Linked DNA regions of Sus scrofa: region 2 is linked to region 1. Evidence: chromatin contacts called from public promoter capture Hi-C data. All regions are on one chromosome and are shown on one strand. The core of a region is the stretch at or near the end of the contact, and the rest is flanking DNA. Distances in the headings are between cores, read along the strand shown. Region 1 holds the start of PAPSS2 (bifunctional 3'-phosphoadenosine 5'-phosphosulfate synthase 2). Region 2 holds the start of ATAD1 (ATPase family AAA domain-containing protein 1).

Region 1 (3,720 bases), core at 931-3,430:
CTTGTGCTAGTGCCCTAGATTAAAACTGTTGGCTAAACAAAAGTTCACAAGTCCTGCTGGCTGTTTCAGTTGTTAATTTAATCCTGTGCAGAACACACACACACACCCAAACTAAAAAGAAAAAAAGGAGATCCCAAATGTGTAAATACAAAAACCAAACTCTGTGGCCCTCAAATTTCTCGCTCCCTCTGTCAGTGCAGTTGCCACAATAAGTGTGTAAAGCCCCTGTTCTTAAACCCTTCACTTCACCGGTTCTTTTTGAGATACACGAAGGGGAAAGACCACCTGCCCCTTCAATACTAGTGCTTGACAAAGCAACTTCATCAGAACTGGGAAGTAATTCTTGATGCAAGCAGGGAGGTAAGAATTCAAAATCCCACTGATATAAAAAGCTACTAAGTGTCACAGTAGTTTCTCACTCAGAAGATACCATTTAGAATTTTATAGAAATTAATAAAATTAAATAGGAATAAAACCCAAGTGATTTTCACTTAACTATATTTTAAAATATAATACTGAGCATCTCCCCACTTTAAAATTACTCCTATAAAAGGCAAGTGGACCCCCACCATCCTCCCTTCTCAAATTGATGCTGCCTTTCTCCTGGCTGTTTTTGTGGGTCCAATGTGGACTCCTGAAACCACAGGGCCCCCATCCTCTTTTCCATGCTGCTCACGCCCACATTTCTAGCTCCTGCCAGGCCCCTGGATTGCCCTTCTCCAACAGAGTTTTATTTTCATCTCTCCCTCAGCCTGTCACAAATAAACCTCGAAGGTATTTCAGTAATAAATATTACATTATAATTGTGATAAACATTGATTGACCACCTACTATGTGCTAAGTACAAGTCGAACTGTTTGAGAGAGGTCAGCCCATTTAGTGACCACTATAATCATCTAAGGCTTGCAGTGTGGTAGTTAAAGATGAGTGTTCAGCAGTCAGACTCCCGGCTGGGATATAAACAAGGCTTGTGGACCACCCTGGTGTGACCTAGATGCTGTCTACAAGGCTCCTTCCACTTCTTAAGGGTCTATGGTCACTGCTGCCATCTTTAAAGATGCAAAATTATAGGAGCCCCTATCGCTAAGTGGGAAAGGAACTTTTCAATAATTCCTCTATTTCCCATTAAGGCGATGCCCAGATTAATGATGGATAAAACTAAGCCTCCTCAAAACAGTCCCCTCATATCACTCCACCAAGCTGAGGAGAGCCCCCACCCATGACTGAACTTGAGATGCCACCGGATCCCAACAGGGAGCTGAATTAAGCTAGTACCCTGCCAGTGTAGAAATGCAATTTCCTCCCTTTCGTCTAGAGAGTTGTGTTTCCTCTATGAAAGTCTGTCATTGATGTCCACCCCAAGGAAGTTCCATGGACCAAATCCTAATGACTATCGCTGACGTGTGCCCAGCGACCTAGCAGGACAGGAGTTCGGTCAGCCTACCACCCGCTGGACACGCGCGGAGCTGGAAAAGGCGGGTCTGAAAAAGCTCTTAGGGGAAGAAAGGAAATTTCCTCTCTGGTCCTCTCTCTTGATGGAGACCCACGTTGCCACCTCCGGAGGTCCATCCCGGCCGTGACGACCCCAAGGGGCGCAGGGCGGAGAGGGAGTGCCCGGCGAGGGCTGCCCCGGGAATCCCAGCCTCTCCTCGCCCTCCTGCTTCCCTCCTCCTCCTCCCGGCGCTCCAGCCTCTGCGCCCTGGCTGCTCGCCTCCTCCCGAAGAGGATGGGATCCGAGCGTCCCCGGGGTCGGGGGTCGGCGCCGGCGATCGGAGGGGAGGAGGAAGGCAGGCGACTCGAAGCCTACCGTCTTCTGTTTCTTGACCCCGGACATGCTGGCTGGCTGCGGCGGTGCCCGGCGCGCTGGAACTCGGAGCCCAGCTCCTGGGAGCGTAGACGCTAGGACGCTCGGTGGCGGCGGCAGCGGTGTAGGCAGCAGCTGCTGCCGGACTCCCGGGAAGGAGGTATAAAAAGGCTCCACAGACACGTCGCACTTCCCTTGACCGGCCCCCTCCTCCTACTCCTCCTCCTGCCGCGTTCCTCTCCGCCCCGTCTGCTCCGCCAGCAGCGCCCGGCCCAGGGGACCCGGCCGCCGCCTGGGCGGGGTCCTGGGCCCGGCCCCCAACTCGCGGGAGCGGATCCGCCAGCCCGTGTCAAAGACTGGACCTTGCAGCCGAGAGGGACGGAGCGACACGCCCCGCGCTCAGCTGGATGTCAAATTCGCCCTCCCCCTTCCCACTCCCGGCGGCTGCCAGAGCGTCCCCCACCTCCCACCCCACCCCCACGCATCTCCAAGGAGGGTTTCCTGCCTCTGCGACCTGCCTGAATCCGCCTGGTTTGTAGGCAAGGTCCTCAGTGGGCACCGATGCCCAGCTTGTTTTCATCTGCCGTAATAACAGCAGCAGATAACATTTTTGGTTCTCACTCTGCTCTCCACTGACCTCTGCCTTAAGCCTTCTGTGCCCGCGCTACAGGCATTGAGTCTTACTTTCTCCCAGGAAGTGGTTGAGGCTTTCAGACTTCCTCATGGTCATGTTCCAAGAAAGGGGACTGAAACCCAGGCTGTCAGCCTCCTTCTACCCCCGCGTCATCATCTATGACAACGATGAAATGGTGAGGCGCAGCTGTGGGACTAAGGGGTTCACATGCATTCATTCCTTTGGAACTCACAGTATTTTCTTCATGTTGCAAATGGGCCAGCTGAGGCACTGCTCCTACTCACAAAGTTGAGTAAGCAAGGCCAGCCTCGGAAATGGGCAGTGGTAGCCCAGGGACTTATTTTAGTCCAGCCCCCAAAGCATTCCCTTAGGACAGCTGTGTGTTTGGCAACCCGGATGGGCCCTGAGGTGAAAAAGTAAGAGGCTCAAATTGATAAGGCTTATGGCCTATACCTTAGGGCTCCAAGTTAAGGGCAACTCTCTTAACTCAAATGTCTGGGAGAAGCAGAAGTTCAGAAGGAGAAGCTATGGTTAGTGACAAGTACCTTGAGAGCAGTCATAAGGCCTCACACCCGCCTCTGTACCTTAACTCTTTGCACAATGTCACAAACAGATCAATAGACAGTAAAGGGCAAAAGAACCAAGAAGAATGCCCAAAGGCCATAGTGCCCATTACAACTTTGCTTTTCCTTCTTCGAAAAGACTGGAGAAGTGTTATCTTAAGGAGACAGGGGTTGGAACTTCTCTTTCGCACCTAATTTTATTTTTGGAAGACTGCCAGCTTTCAGACAGACACTGAAGATCTAAGCATTCATTCATTGACTACCTTTCTCCATGGGAAGGTGGAAAAGAAAAATAAATTAGGAATCAAAAACTTAAAAGGCTGCCTACATGTTGGTCCAGTTTTGAAATATCAGTATATTTATTTTCTTACTCATTTGGAATAAGCTGCCACCACTCCCTTCAACTGTGAGCAGCTAGAGGGCAAATGCTGGGTTTGAGTTTCTGTTCTGCACACAAACTAGCACACTTTGAATTTATGGAATTTAAATAGTAACATCCCATTCTAATTTTATTAGGAAAATCCTTTGGTATCTGTTCCAACAATATTTGAACTCTGCCAGATCCTGCCCTACGAGAAAAGGTAAATTAAGTATGGGTGGAGATAGAGGAATTGATGTATGTATGTGTTTCCTATTGCTTCTTTAAAAGCTGTGTTCTTGCAACAGAAGGAAGTTAAGGGAAAATCTGTCATGGCAACTTCCTGGAAAAGAAATGTATA
Region 2 (3,768 bases), core at 629-3,128, 170 kb before region 1:
TAAAAACCTCCTTAACGTCAGAAAAACTGGATAGGTTGGTGACCCTGATCCTTAGAGTAAGGCAGGTGAGCTTCTTAATCAGTTGACCCAGTTTTACTCAGTGGGTGATGTAAATCCATTACCATCTTGAATTTCTTAGCTCATTTTCCTCACCCAGTGGGTATGATTATCCTAGTGGGCCATAAAATCTAAAGTTCAATAACTCTACCTTTTAGCTCTGTTAAGGCTTGTTCCCATGAGCATCCCAAGCAATGACTCAGATTGAGGATAATCCCAGAGACTCAGTGGAGAGTCTCTTCCAAGACCGTTGAACACATGGCCTGTATTTTTTTTGTAAGTATTATCCTGGCCTTATAATCATGTGCTGTTCTCCAAGTTTTATCTTCCTCTCTAAATAATCGGTCTAGTACTCTCAAACTAGCTTCCTATCAATTTTTGGGGGGAATTTTTTTTTAATGCTTGTAGACACACAAATATGGACCAAAAGGCATGGATGTAAAACATGAACCACTTATGGTATTAGATTCCATTCTGATTATCAGTTAATCCAAACACAGTTTTTAAACATTCATGCATTCCTGTCATTTCATCCTCACCCTTTAATGTCTTAAGATTTTTTCACTTCATGGTCTTACCTCTTTTACCCAGATTTTAAAATTTAACTGGTATTAAATTATTATTTCAAAGAGGAATATAAAAGTATAGGATTTGAATCAGATCCAGGTCTCAGTTTTGAAGATCTGATTTTTTTCTTCTTCTTTTTTTTCCTGGCCATGCTCCTCACATGCAGGAGTTCCAGGCAGGGATCAAACCCTAGACACAGCAGTGAACCTGAGCCATAGCAGTGACAATGCCAAATTTTTAACTGCTAGGCTGCCAGGGAGCTCCTTGGGTAACTTTTTGCCACTTGTGAGGTGCATGAACTTAGGCAAGTTTCTCTCTTTAAGCTTTACCATTTGCTCACCTATAAATAATAAATAAAAAGTGACTATTCTATTTTATTTATTCATTACTTTTTTTCCTTCTTTTTTCAGCCTCACCCTCAGCAATGGAAGTTCCCAGGCCAGGTACTGAATCCCAGAAGCAGCTGTCACCTATGCCACAGCTACGGCAACCTGGGATCCTTAACCCACTGCGCCACAGTGTAGCTCCATAATGGTTATTTTAGATGATCCGGTGTTTTGAGGAACTTAGGTTAAGGATGTACAAAGAAGCATATTGGCTGACACGCAGTACACATTCAGCAAACTGTAGCTATTATCCTCACTATAGTATCACCCCCTTGTAACAAGGGTAGCATTCACTGAATTCAACAATCGGGCTGCAGAATTTTAGCCTTGAAGGACGCTGCCTAAGGCAGAGAGGCACAAACTGTCTTCCTGGGGAGGGTGGTAAAAGGAACCGTCTCTTTGCTTCATAGTCTCACCGCCATCTGAAGGAAGTGATGCTTCTTATATCTGGGGGCAGTGTCCAATGTCGTCTCACCCCCCCCCCCCTTGCAGTCTGTGTTCAAGAGGCGCTGGCTTTCAGATACGGTCCCTGGGGACCTCTTGTGCCATGTCTCTCACTCTAGAAAGGGGAAGAGGTAAAAGAAAAAGGGAAGTCACCGCAATGCAAAACCTGTTACCAGATGCTCTATTTTGTCCCGACTACCAGCCCTGTCTGGGTGGGCTGCAGAGAAGTTTCGCAGAAAGATTTTCAGGCGCCACCGCAGGTGTTTGCGCAGACGTGGGGAGGAGGGTGAGCTCACCCTAAAAACTGAAAGACAGATGGTAAGGGGTAGGGGGTTGGGCTTGCGCGTCAGCGCTTTGGCTAACAAACGGAATAGCAGCCAGAGGGTTTGCACCCAGGGTAGGGATGTAGGGAGTGAAGGGCGGAAGTAAGGTTCCCGCAGAAGTCAACTTTTTTTTGCGGGGGGAACAGAGCACTTCTTTGCACGTTCATGAAGCCTCCCGGATTTGCCAGAGTTGCAACTGGAGCCCTAGAATACGGTAGGTGACAACCACTTGCCTCAATTCCATCCCTAAGACTCAGCAGCAAAACTCAGGCAGCTCACCCCAGCGTACAGGACACTCGACCTAACTCCAACGGAATTCCCCACTGCTACTGAAATCCGGAAACGCGCCCCCTCCAGGCCATCGGCCGCGGGTGGCGCATGCTCGGTGCGAGGGGGCGGGCCGCGGCTGCCGCCGGAAGCGTTCTTTCCCAGATGGCTTTTGCTTCCTGTGTGCGGCTCTCTGGTTCCTGCGGCCGCTGTTTCTATCCTGGGGGTGAGTAGCGGGTTTTTGCGGGGTGTCGTGGGACAGGCAAAGGGTCTGGCTGAGCACTTTTGGAACTAGCTCGGATCTAAGAAGCCCAGCTGGAAAGGTCACCTCGTCTTCTTCCCATGCCCCACCTTAGTGCCGCCTGCCAGCTTCCTGCAACCTTTGGTATCCAGCAGATTAACCTCCAAGGGCGTCCCGGGCCTCGCTTTGGCTTCCGGCCCAGCCTAGGCCTTCAGGTCTCCGTTAGCACTGCCCCCAAGAGTTACTTAGGACATTTCCAGGGACTCTCTGGAGGCAGTCGGGACCCTGCGTGGGCATGAGGTCGTCCCGGACGACCTCAGAACCGTGGTCCTGGGCAAAGGAGGTCAGAATGAGCCGAGTGTGATTGTCTGCAGGCACTGCTACTACCTAGTACAAAAGTGGAGATGTTACTTCAAGCCTGAACACGCTTTCGCAGAGGATGGTGGTGTTAACTAATAACCTGTCCTGTTTGTGAAGGTTGTCAGGCTTTCATTGTCATAGGCTGAGTTTATAGGGCCTTGGTATCTGGGAAACTGGGATTTCTGGGCTTAAGAAAAACTTTGTAAAACACTGCTGTGAATTAGAGAAATGCTATAGTATACTCTACTCTCGGTTCTTAAACTGTCACTAAACTATTCATTGTCGGGATGGTACGATTTTTAAGATTTTTACCCTGAAATGGAGAATTCTTTAAAGTGAAACTGTTTGGTATCATATTTACCTAACAACTCTGAATTAGTGTTTTGCCATATTTCTTAGTTGTACATGACACCGTCCATGTTTATGTGCAATTTGTGTATTTGTTGATCTATATGTTTATACAAAATTGGAATATAGTCTCTATTGTTTTACGCACATGCAGCTTCTATTATTTTATTTTGCTGTAGGTGTTATTACTGTAACGGCCCTACATTGTAAGCATACCATGTTTTATGAATGATAGATAAGTGTACAGTGAAGTTTATGCAGTTACAACCTCCAAGTAGTTTCAGTTTCATTTCAGGATTTTGAAGTCATTTTAAAAGAAGGATGACTATTTTAGAAGTGGCTATAGGTCCAGAGTATTGTATTGAAGTTAATAGTTAATGTAGGAAAGTATGTAGTCAACAGACATTTTGCGTCTTAATTTTTTTTTTTATGGGTTTAAAAAATCGTTTTCTTGATGGCCTGAATGTACCCATAGGAGCACTAGTTCATGTAGTTCAGTTAACATCCAGTAGATGGCAGTTTTATCACTACTAACTCAAATGAAAACTTTTTATTCCTGTATCACTAGTTAAAGTTAGTAAACCTTTATTTTACTAATTGGTTTATTTTCATCTATGAATTACATTCCCACATAATGATACCACATATTACAACTGCATTTTCAAATTTACTGTATTGGAATAAAGGCTGGAAAGACAGTTTTTCACTTTTTATAAGAATATTGTTAACCCATTTTTAGGAAGCCATGCTGATGGAAGAAAGCACGCTTTGATTT

The links. Promoter capture Hi-C pulls out the DNA fragments that hold promoters and counts their contacts.
Region 2: a contact with region 1 is called in a promoter capture Hi-C map of fetal liver, with 3 times the contacts expected there. The contact joins the promoter of ATAD1 here to the promoter of PAPSS2 in region 1. A contact is called at or near these places in 2 of 5 promoter capture datasets (fetal liver and liver), 11 of 47 Hi-C or Micro-C datasets (alveolar macrophages, blood, embryonic fibroblasts and 7 more) and 1 of 2 datasets of contacts at active chromatin or transcription factors (alveolar macrophages).

Annotation. Positions count from the first base shown.
Region 1 is chr14:99,716,759-99,720,478 of Sscrofa11.1, reverse strand. PAPSS2 (bifunctional 3'-phosphoadenosine 5'-phosphosulfate synthase 2) reads right to left here and starts at 2,180. Exons shown (of 13, transcript XM_021073102.1): 1 at 1,808-2,180. The coding sequence starts at 1,834.
Region 2 is chr14:99,883,614-99,887,381 of Sscrofa11.1, reverse strand. It overlaps ATAD1 (ATPase family AAA domain-containing protein 1), which reads left to right and starts at 1,878. Exons shown (of 12, transcript XR_002338606.1): 1 at 1,878-2,270.